Linked DNA regions of Mus musculus: all the other regions are linked to region 2. A link is a contact called in public HiChIP or PLAC-seq and Micro-C data. All regions are on one chromosome and are shown on one strand. The core of a region is the stretch at or near the end of the contact, and the rest is flanking DNA. Distances in the headings are between cores, read along the strand shown. Region 1 has its middle 36 kb from the start of Gm30337. Region 2 holds the start of Sox9 (SRY (sex determining region Y)-box 9). Region 3 holds the start of Sdk2 (sidekick cell adhesion molecule 2). Region 4 has its middle 9.9 kb from the start of Gm11677.

Region 1 (2,700 bases), core at 70-2,569, 1.0 Mb after region 2:
TATTTTGATGCCTCTTTGTCAGTGATGGTGACATCTGCCATTCTGAAGTTTGGCTGGGTGGGATGAAGAGTGGGACATCTTCATTCTCTCAAAATGTATAACGGCAAATCTGTACAAACAAAGAGTTCTCAGTAGTTCACCCAGAGTAGTTAGAGTGACAAATTTTTAAAAAGTTTATCTATATGATGAAGACAAACGTTTGGCACCCCTCTTTTGAAAGGGAACCATTTTGTGTTGCAGAACATTTTTTTCTTGCTAAATATGTCTATCATGACAATGACAACTCCATCCTGTCCTCTAGGTCATCATCACCTCCAGAATGCAGGCATTGTTGCAACTAGGCTATTCCCAAGAAATTATTTTATTGTAATGGTAAAACTAATTGAATTTAAAATTACCTATGCAGAATCTCTCTGGCCTGTCTATTACCCAAGGCTTCTGTCTATCAATGTATTATCAGATTCCTTTTTTTTTCCTTTTTTTGCTTCTATTCCCCCCACACACACTTCCTCTTCCTCTCTCTCCCTCTCTCTCTTTCTTTCCCCCTTCCTTCTTCCCTCCCTCCGTCTCCCTCATCTTCTCCCTTTTCCTTTCTCTACTCTTCACTATGTATACCCATGTAAATGTATGAACATGTACATATGCACATGTGGACACTCATATGCATGCACACATGCATGTCAGTTCTCATTATCAATAACAGTCTGTGACAAAGAGTTCCAACTGGCTCCCAGCCAGCACTCATTCGCCCACACTTCCTATGGCTTTTCCAGGCAAACACCCTCAACAAACCTCTAAAGTCTGCAGTGACAAACGTAGACTTCATCTGAAATTCATGTACGGGTGACATTCGCATGCTGATTTCTTTGTGGCCCTAATGGTTAAGTTTCAAAGCACATCTCTCCTTTTATCTTCACTTGAATGAGACATCAAAATAAGGGCGAGATAAATGCGGAAGTCCTTTGTCTGAGACTGGCCAGGCCTGGCCAGCTGTGATGAAAACTGTCTGAAGTCTTACAGCCTTCTTGTCTGGCTGAAAGCTGGAGCTTGCCTCTTTTATTTGGGAGATTTTGAAGGAAAACTGCAATCTAGCACACAATGATATACAGGACAATACAAGGCTTGTTGATGCTGGTTCTAAATATCCAAGCTAGATAGGCCACTTATTGTACAGTACTCCATTGACCATGCAGGGGATATGTGCTTACATTTGTTTTAATTTCTAAGCTCATCTAAATGCTATATCATATATAATAACACCACAGTTCTGTGGGATTATGTATCTTTCTATCTGCCACCTATGTGTATTTAATTTTTGACATCTGACCATTCTTGTGTCTTTAGTTTTCTCCTATATATCATGTGCTACATGTTTAGACAGGGTATGAAGTACATTAAAGCAAATATCTATGGGGGCAGGGAACATAGGTCAGGTGACAGAGTGTTTTTTCCTTTGGTTTTGATACAGATGGGATGTGACCAGCTGTTTTAAGTTCCTGTTGACTTTGCTTCCTGCTATGATGGACTGTAACCTGGCATTGTGAGCTAAAGCAAGCCTTTTTTCCTCTGGGTTGCCTTTTGTCAGAGTATTTTGTCTCAACCACTGGAAGGAAACGAGAATATGATATGATACATTAGAATATGATATGATACATTAGAATATGATATGATACATTAGAATATGATATGATACATTAGAATATGATATGATACATTACATTAGAATATGATATGATACATTAGAATATGATATGATACATAAAAAATGTTTAGCTACAGATACTCCAGTTAGAAGGACAGGACTCAATTGAAGACTGCTATTTTGACCCTGTACTAGAAGGGAAAAGTACCAGGGTGTTATCGCCATGCAGGCATGGATTTTTGTCTCTTTCTCTGATGTTCTGTCTACATCACATCTAGAACAATATATAATATGGAACATAAATTAGTAGATAGTTATTAAATAAAGAAGCTAGTATAACATATATTACTTTTCCCATACAATATGTTTACTATTAATTCTTTTGAAGTGCTAAAGATAGAACCCTAGCCTCAAGGCATACACAAGGTAAAGTCTCTGCCCCTTAGCTGTAGTCATCGATGGGTTATATATTTGAGTTGAATGTAAATATATATATTTGGAATCCTTCTATTCTAATCACAAGCCTGCTTGCCATGCCATGTGTTTTGAGGAGGTGGTTGTGAAGTCAAGAGTAGCTTGTAGGTCCCATGGCTGAGCAAAGTTATCCAAATGTTACAATCAATTGACCATTCATCCAAACTGCATTTTTTAACCAATGTTTTTAATAATGAGGCAAAATATAATGCACTATTAACATGTTTTCCATTTGTTTTCTGACCAGACATCATGTTGTAAAGTGTAGCCTGTGATATAAGGGTTATTTTTGCCCTTTACAAAAACAACAAGCTTTCCACACAGGTGATTAAAATGTTTGGGGACCCCAAAAGGGGGTCCAAACCACACCCGCCATGACATTGCTATGAACAGTTTGGATGTCTGGATCACACACAAAAAAGCATTTTTCATGGTGTCCCTGAAAGCAGTATGAATGACTCCCATCAGACTTTATCCATGTTCTTTTAATTAAAAATGATTTTTTTTCATTCAGTAGGTTATGATAATGGGATTCCCTCCCTCTTCTCCTCCCAGGTCCTCCCTGCCACCCACCCATCCAATTC
Region 2 (2,700 bases), core at 18-2,517:
ATTTAAATTGCAAGAAGCTCGCTCTGTTGATCCATGCCCCTGCCGGTTCTCAGTAGCTTTGCCCAATTCTTGCCTGGGTCTCCTCTAGTCTCAGTTACACTTTCCCTTCACTCCATCTCCCCAGGAATGAGCGCAGTTGGCCTAAGGAAGGTGGGCTTGCTTCCTCTAATTGTTCCTTTCCAGAGGGACCAGGCTGGCACACCCCCTCACTCCTTTCTACCTTCCTAAAAGCAGTCATATTCACGCCCCCATTCCCCCCCCCCCCGCCATAACCAAGAGCAATCCCAAGAACTTTCTCAAAATCTGAGCCACTCCCTCCCCCCGCCCCCGGCCGCCCTGCATCCTGGACCAAAGACCCCAGGATGCACAACTCCGCGGCTCAGGGAGGCGGGGCGGGGTCGGTGAGTGCAGCCCGCGTCCCCCCTAGCCACCGAGCCCTCCCTGGCGGCCCGCGCGCTCACCTCCAGAGCTTGCCCAGAGTCTTGCTGAGCTCCGCGTTGTGCAGATGCGGGTACTGGTCTGCCAGCTTCCTGCGCGCAGCCTGCGCCCACACCATGAAGGCGTTCATGGGTCGCTTGACGTGTGGCTTGTTCTTGCTGGAGCCGTTGACGCGCACGGGCATGGGCACCAGCGTCCAGTCGTAGCCCTTCAGCACCTGGCTGACCGCCTCGCGGATGCACACGGGGAACTTATCTTCCTCGCTCTCCTTCTTCAGATCCGGCTCGCCCTTGGGGAAGGTGTTCTCCTGGGGCCGGGTGTTCTCCGTGTCCGAGCCGGAGCCCGAGGGACAGGGCGAACCAGCCGAGTCCTCCGACATGGTGGGGCTGGGGGCGCCAGACAGGCCCTTCTCCTGCTCGTCGGTCATCTTCATGAAGGGGTCCAGGAGATTCATACGCGAGCCCGGGGCAGGGGGCGGGTGGCCGGGAAAGGCGAGAAGCCGCGGCGGCTGGGGCTCCTCTTCCCTCAGCTGCCCGGACGCGGACGCCGAGCGAACGGCTCCCGGGGAGGTTGGCGCGTCACCGGGCTGCGGCGGCGGGCACTTAGCAGAGGCGCTGGGTGGCGGGTCTCAGCTGCCGGCTCTAAACCCGGGGAAGGCGAGTCGGAGCGGAGGAGGAGGGAGGGAAAACAGAGAACGAAACCGGGGCCACTTGCACCTCGTCTCTCTTGCAAAGAAAAGTTCCTGGACTGAAACTGGTAAAGTTGTCGCTCCCACAGAAGTTTCCAGGCAGTTCCGAGCAGCGCTCTCGGCTCTCCGACTTCCAGCTCAGGGTCTCTAATAAATACTCCTCCTTCACGTTAGATACCTCGGGCCAATCACGGCTAGCTCTTGAGTCATCAGTGTTGGCAAGTCGCTGATTGGACCGGATTTTGGAAGGGGGGCTGGGGAGGATTGTGGCTCCGGGTTGGGTGACGAGACAGGAGGGGAGGAGAAGGGAGGGGAGCTCAGCCAGAGGGTGGATGGTGGGGTGAGGGGACTTGGAGGGGGGCGCGGGGCAAGCGGGGGACCCGGGACGTCCGAGTGTGTAAGTTTGCTCTCTACTCTCGGAATGTCACAGTTTTGGAACGGTCTCCGTGTGAACCGATGTGTGTGTGTGTGTGTGTGTGTGTGTGTGTGTGTGTATGTGTGTGTGTGTGTGTGTGTGTGCGCGTGCACGCGAGCGTGTCTAGACTAGGACCCTCCACAACCCCCCACCCCCACTTTTCGATGCTGTCTCCGTGGTACCCGGGACTTCGCTGGCGTTTACAGCAATGGAAATTGCAACAGCTGCTCGTCAAAGCGGAGCTGGGCTTCTGCGCCTGGAGTCTGCCGGCTTCCAAAAAAAGTGCTTAGAAATGGTCTTTTGGAAGCAAATGTTTGGGTGACTCAACGCCCGCTGTTCTCTGTAATAATCCATATAAATAGATTAACGCGCTCTGGTTCAACGAAGCTGGTGTGGTGACTGGAGCTTCTGCTGCGCTCCCGCAGTGGGGAATCAATGAAAACCAAAGCCGAGCACCAGGCAAAGGCTGGCGGCAGGGACCGCGCAGTCCCCGGCTCTTGCGGCCGGTCCCGTGGGCCACGCCGACCTTGAACTGACAAGTCCTTTCCCGGCCCCTCCAGTACTCTGACGCCCCTCGTAGTCAGGATTATTACTTTAGAGTTCTGCTTCTTGCCTCCTGACTGAGTCACAAACACCGTCAGGCTCGCCACTGGAGTTTGCAAAACTACTCCGGGGTTGAGGGCGAAGTTTGCAAAGGTGGCAGGGCCGGGCGGTGAGGCCGAGAAGGCCCTTGACTTGGACTGGAGACTCCAGACAAAACGGGCCACTTTGGCGGAGCCCTGTGGCTCCCTTGCTTGGGCCTTCCTTTTACCAGATACCTAAGAGGGCGAAGCTCTAGGCGTCTGGACTTTAGTTGCGTCCTCTTAGACCTGCACACAGGTGGGCGTTCTGGGGGAGGCCACTTAGGTGTCCGTTGCACTTTAAGAGTGCTTGGAGCCGAAGCTGCGTGTTTACTCAAACTCTTAGAGCAAGGTTGGCTAAGGGAGGAATTATCTTTTCTGGAACGAATAAAAATCTTAGTTGCCACCGGGCGACATGCCCTCGGAACCACAAACAAACTCACAACGGTGTAAAAAAAAAAAAAAGATAAACAATTTCATTTAAACATCCCCTTTCTGATTCTTGCAAAGCTTCGCTTTGAACTTACTAAATTATTGAT
Region 3 (2,700 bases), core at 69-2,568, 1.3 Mb before region 2:
GGGAGAAAGACAAAAGCAGGGTTTGAAGTGGACGAATGTAAAGCTGAAGACAGGCAGGCTAGGTTTTTCGTCTATTTCCACTAAATGCTCAAAGCTGTTCTTCCAAGGCAGGTGAGGAGAGAACAGTAGAGCGATGAGAGGTGTTCAGTGCCTGCGTCCATAGCGATGAGAAGAGGCTTGGGGACTGGAGAAGATGAGGCAGAGCTCTCGAAGTCAGTGAGATGCCTGAAGGGCAATGACCAGAACTGGAAGACCACAGGGGTGTGTCTCCGAAGACCTGGGCCCTGGAGGCATGAAGAGAAAAGCTGGCAAAGGTGACGGGCCTCAACCCTTCCTTTTCCAGCCGAAATACCAACCTTGCAAGACTGATTTTTTTTCCCAGCAGGCTCAGTGCCAGGGACTACACCGTCTTTTAGGAAACCCACGGAACTGTTTTAATTTCTTTTAAAATCAGGGGAAAAATTAAATGAACTTTTAAATGAAAGAAAATGTTTTAATATGTAGTAATATATTTGTTTTTACGCCAACACAGCCGCAAAATATTACTTTTAATATTTTTAATAGAGAAAAGAGCCCACGGAGGTAGAGGCGTCTGTTGCCTGTAAGTACAACTGTTAAAGGGGTCTTCCAGCTCCTGGCCTTCCCACACTAGAAGGTACATTCTGCTCCCTTCCCTGGGCCACGAGGGAGGACCCCTCTGGCTCTCTCCTTTGTGTCTCTGCTGCTAATGTGCCTTTAAAGGGGGAGCTCAGAAGAAGAAGAAGAAACAAAGAACGCACGAGTTTGGCACCAACTTCACTTTCTCAGCCTTCTGCAAGTCCCAGGCTTCCCCTTTATCTTGCTCTCCGCCCTGAGCGTTTCCAGACTTTTAAAGAGTCTGACCTGGGAAGGAAAAACTGGAATCAACCGGTTGACACCCCCCCCCCCCCCAACACACACACACACCCTTCCCAAACTGTTCTGCCTGGTCGAATCCAGAGGGGTACTGGGGGCTTCATCCTATGGGAGACTGGGATAAGGCCTTCTAGGGAGGAGTGAGGGTGGGCTGAAGCTAGAAGACCGGGCCAGAGAGAGCGGCTCGCTTGCAGCCCGCGCTACTGCCCTCCGGTGGGTCCCGGAGACGCCAGGCGTCCGCGGCCGCGCACACGGATTGGGTTTCTGCGGGGCTCGCTCCCGGGCCTGGCTCGGGGCCGCCGCCGCCCCCTCCCTGCGCGCAGGCTGCGCTCCAGTCGCGGCCACGGGGTAGCGCTCGGCCCCCCTCTCCGCGTCTCCGCCTCCGCCGCGCTCGTCTCCGGCTCCCGCTGCCCCCGCAGCTCCAGCTCGGCGCAGGCAGACTCTCAGGCTCGGCAGCAGAGCAGCTCTGAGGACGCTGAGCCCGGGCAGCCCAGAGCTCCAGGCTCTGCGAGGCAGCTGCTGCCGAGGTGGGCGAGCAGCAGGCGCGGCCGAGGCGCGGGAGCAGCCGTGGAGACTCGGGTCCCCGCGCCGGGCGAAAACGCCGGGGGGCCGAGGCGGCGCCGAAACCCCGGATCCCAAAGCTGCCGGCAGGGCTTTCCCGGTGCGGCTCGCGCCGAGCTCCATCCCGGGTGCGGCGGAGAGCAGGACCCGCCGGTCTCCTCCTCAGGATCGCCCGCAAGAGGCGCGGTGCCCAGGCGCTGGCTGGAACCTGGGCCGCCCAGCCGGGTACCCGAACCGGGCATCCATCCCTGCCCGCAGCTGGCGCAGACATGGGCGCACGGGGCTGCGCGCCGGGCCGTGGGACCCGCAAAGTTTGCTAGCCGGAGGTGCTCAGAGCCTAGGGCGAGCCCCGCACCGAAGCCCCAGGGGAGGTACCCCCGAAATCACTGAATTGGGCACGAGGACCGTGGAGCTGAGAAGGGTGGCTCGGCCCCGCTTAGATGCCTTCTGCAAAGTTAGAAGAGAAGAAAACTTCGGCTCCGGGGAGATTCGGACCGTTATGCTAACCGCGCCCCCCGAGCCCTGCGCCCCTTCTAAAAGACACCCGGCGCCCGCGCCTGCTACTGTGCTCCGCTTACATCAAGTCCCAGGGGCCCGGCGCCTGGAACCGCGGTGACTACGTCGGCCCGGGAGAACCCAACCAGGGGGCGGGGAGGGGCGGGAGGCGGGCAACGTGGCCACCAGGAGGAAGTTTCCTGAAGTTGTCCTCTGATTCGGGAGCTCATCCAGCGACCAGGCCGGATCGCAGGGGTCGCCCTGCCTATGAGACGTAGTCTGAGTCGGGGTGCTAAGGGATACAGGCACCCCGAATTTGAGAGGAGGCTTGGCCTCTTTCTGCTCTCCCCCTCGCTTTACGGAATAGCCAGCGCAGAAAGAGGGGAAAGCATTTGGGGTCGCCGGTGCGGCCCCTACGGGCATAGCGTCCAGGACTTGACCACACAGTCTCCCGGGACTCCAAAGGATTATAAAGCAACTCGCAAAGAGGGGGCACTTTAGAGGACCCCTCGGTCAGCATGTTCAGCAGCATGTGGAGGCTGCCGCTCTGGACTCTACTGGCCCTGCATCGGATCCACTCGGCCGGGGCCCAAGGTACGGTATGGGTGACTTTCTCCACGTGGAACTGGAGAAGGGGTTTGGGTGGGCAGAAGAGAGGTAACCCCCCTAAGACACCGCGTTTGGCCCAAGCTGGACCATCTCTTGTACGTCTCAATGCTCCCCGCTTCTTCGACTTTTGGAGCTCTGTTT
Region 4 (2,700 bases), core at 135-2,634, 1.0 Mb after region 2:
CAAAACCAAAACCAAAACCAAAATCAAAACCAAAACCAAAACCAAAATCAAAACCAAAACCAAAACCAAAATCAAAACCAAAAAAACCCCCAAAACTCACTATGGAAGCCTCCACACTAAGATGAGCCAAACTTTATTTACTCTGTATGAGTTATACACAGACTGGGCACACAATTTTCTATTAAGTGGTATTTCAGATAATAATAACTCTAAGAGATAAGGGGACCAATTTGTGTTTCCTACATGAACATTTCACAGTTTCATCATATTTATTCATTAATTAATTAATTTATGTATTTATTTATTCATTCATTCGTGTTTTAATTGTATGTGTGTACGTGCATGTGTGTACCTATGTGTGTATGTTTGTGTGCACCCATGCCATTGAGGGACAGAGTTCCCCACAGGTGCATGAAGGGAGACCTGAGATGTTAACATCAAATGTCTCCTTTTATGAATCTCCACCTGTCCTTTTGAGACAGGGCCTTCTCCCTGAAGCCTAGTTATCCAGTGAACCCTATCATGTTCCGGTATCAGCTCTTCAGCTTTGCATTTATGACATTTGTGCCACATTCAGCTTTTCCTGTGGGTCCTGGAGACCTGGACTCTGGTTTGCATGACTGTACAGAAAGTACTTTACTCACTGAACCACATCCTTAGCCTTTGCAGCATCCTTGGCTATATGGTAAGTCGTTTTGTAGCAAGGTATCTGACATCTGTCCCTTCGTGCTCCTTTACCATCCTTCTCTCCAACAGTTCCTCAAGTTTCTTAACATTTTGCCTTGGAAATGATAATCTAACCCTTCAATGATTTTTATTGTACTCTTCTGAAGTTCTTCATATTGGCTTCTCAGGATGCTGATGCTGATGACAATAGATCCCTTTCCACCAGAAAGGACAAATCTTCCAGGGTTGAGTGTAGATAATTTCTCCAACTTTCCTACACGTAACACTCACACGTCTGTAAGCACATCTTGGAATTTATATTTGTGAATTAATATTACCATCTAATTCTGCTCGACTCTCCCATTCTCCATCCCTGGAACCCTCAACATGAACTATTCCTACCAATCTTCTTTTGCTGCAATATCTCCTTGTATTTATGCCTAAACAAACTGCTGTGGCATCTTCCTTTTCCAAAGACCAAGAGCTTGGTTTGTCTTTGGAAAGTTACATGACATAGCGATACTGTTGCTATAGAGGACATGCTAGTCAGTCGACAGTCAGCTCTTGCCATTTCTCGTTCATCTTCCTCCAATCCAGAAGACATGAGAAGTCCTTCCTGGAATGAAACAATCTCCTTCTTGAAGAAGATCACCCTTCATTCTTCACAAACTAGACTCTGCTGTGTGTGTTGCCAAAGCTGTGACATCAGAACTGGCAGGACACTAAATTGAGATTAGAAATGGCCTCAATGACATCACCTCTCTTGTTCCTATCAAACAGATGGTTTCTGTATATTGTGCAATTTTAGGCCATTATTCACAGTTTGGGTCAGAATAATCCCGAGAGTTAAAATCCGGCCAAGAATAATTGACCTGGAACCAGCTCAAAGACCAGGAATTATTTTATTGATTAGATGACCAAGTTTTTGTTTTCCAGAAGAGCATCATTGACCATCATCAATACATGATAATTCTTGAGCCACTTTAGCATGTGTGATGTCTAGAATGTTAAAATATGTTCTCCGAATCAACTTTAAAAGAAACACTCTGTTAAGATAGCTGGGAAGCTTTGTTGAGTACCACTGAATTTGGCCCAGTACTGTTGTGTGAAGCAAGCTGTTTGTTCAAACTGGATGGTTATTTATTTTCACCTTAAACTTGTTGATTTTATATCCTCCCTTTAGCTAAGCTCCCAGACAGTCAAGAGGCCCATGTTAGACAAGCCAGACAGGAAGTTGTTCTGAGAGACTTGGCCCAGGCAGTATACCAAAGCATGAATTTGGCTGGCTGAGAACTTGGAAAATAAAAACACACCCCAAACAAAATAAAGCAAATTCTAAATGTGTTCAGAGGAACTTTATAATAGATATTAATCTTGCATATTCTTCCTCTAAGGCACTGTAAGGGATTACAATAATAATGGTAATAACAATGTCAGATATTTTTGAAAGGTCTGTGTCATTATATTACTACTAATACAGGTCAAATATCTTACATTGGAAATTTTCATGTGTCTTCTAAATAAATTCACTTGGTTTCAAACCTCTATCCAACTATATTTCCATTTTAGTTTTCCTCCTTGGATGCCATTTCTGCCTACTTAGAATTGCTAAGACTCTTAATGCCACCTTCTTGGTAAACATAATCTTTACACAAAGAAAATTAGTTCTTTTTCCTTTCCTATGTGGACTTCCCCCTCCCCTCTAACCAAGAGTTCTACCATTATTCTACCTCGTTTCTGTGATGTGAGTCTGTCTTAAAGCCTGTGTATGCTTTTAACAACACACATCAGTAGATACATCATATTATTTACTTTTGCCATTGCTGTAACCAAATTCCTAATTGAAATAACTTCATAGGAGGAATGGTTCATTTTCACTAGAAGTTATAGGAAGTTAAACACATGGTGTCTTGGCCCTATGATGGCAACAGTTGACTATGGCAGCACGTCTTGCTGGATAGAAAGAAGAGAAAGGAAGATATAAAAAGATAGCATTTAAAAACATGTCTCAAGGACTTCCTTCTCCTATCTAGA

The links. A called contact is a pair of places that touch in the nucleus more often than the background predicts. HiChIP or PLAC-seq counts read pairs in DNA pulled down with a chosen protein or histone mark.
Region 1: a contact with region 2 is called in an H3K27ac HiChIP or PLAC-seq map of heart atrium, with 7 read pairs. The contact joins the enhancer-like site here to the promoter of Sox9 in region 2. A contact is called at or near these places in 6 of 39 promoter capture datasets (the 3T3-L1 cell line, frontonasal cranial neural crest, hippocampal neurons and 2 more), 1 of 484 Hi-C or Micro-C datasets (adipose-derived mesenchymal stem cells) and 6 of 115 datasets of contacts at active chromatin or transcription factors (craniofacial prominence, embryonic forebrain, embryonic limb bud and 3 more).
Region 3: a Micro-C map of embryonic stem cells shows a contact between it and region 2, with 6 times the contacts expected there. The contact joins the promoter of Sdk2 here to the promoter of Sox9 in region 2. A contact is called at or near these places in 1 of 39 promoter capture datasets (embryonic stem cells), 4 of 484 Hi-C or Micro-C datasets (all in embryonic stem cells) and 1 of 115 datasets of contacts at active chromatin or transcription factors (embryonic stem cells).
Region 4: a contact with region 2 is called in an H3K27ac HiChIP or PLAC-seq map of heart atrium, with 52 times the contacts expected there. The contact joins the enhancer-like site here to the promoter of Sox9 in region 2. A contact is called at or near these places in 6 of 39 promoter capture datasets (the 3T3-L1 cell line, frontonasal cranial neural crest, hippocampal neurons and 3 more) and 6 of 115 datasets of contacts at active chromatin or transcription factors (embryonic forebrain, embryonic midbrain, fibro-adipogenic progenitors and 3 more).

Annotation. Positions count from the first base shown.
Region 1 is chr11:111,764,975-111,767,674 of GRCm38.p6, reverse strand. No RefSeq gene overlaps it. Among named protein-coding and RNA genes, the nearest start is that of Gm30337, 36 kb to the left of the region's middle. Within about 2 kb of position 1,319, at least 21 of the 459 cell types and tissues checked have an H3K27ac peak or open chromatin away from gene starts, as enhancers often do. A contact at or near this core is called in embryonic forebrain, heart atrium and stem cell-derived neural progenitor cells, where this site is marked.
Region 2 is chr11:112,780,777-112,783,476 of GRCm38.p6, reverse strand. Sox9 (SRY (sex determining region Y)-box 9) reads right to left here and starts at 1,267. Exons shown (of 3, transcript NM_011448.4): 1 at 462-1,267. The coding sequence starts at 892. RefSeq lists a promoter at 938-1,445, a cis regulatory region at 1,647-1,661 and an enhancer at 2,438-2,700.
Region 3 is chr11:114,065,647-114,068,346 of GRCm38.p6, reverse strand. It overlaps Sdk2 (sidekick cell adhesion molecule 2), which reads left to right and starts at 1,318. Exons shown (of 45, transcript NM_172800.3): 1 at 1,318-2,544. The coding sequence starts at 2,469.
Region 4 is chr11:111,734,830-111,737,529 of GRCm38.p6, reverse strand. No RefSeq gene overlaps it. Among named protein-coding and RNA genes, the nearest start is that of Gm11677, 9.9 kb to the right of the region's middle. Within about 2 kb of position 1,384, at least 6 of the 459 cell types and tissues checked have an H3K27ac peak or open chromatin away from gene starts, as enhancers often do. A contact at or near this core is called in fibro-adipogenic progenitors and heart atrium, where this site is marked.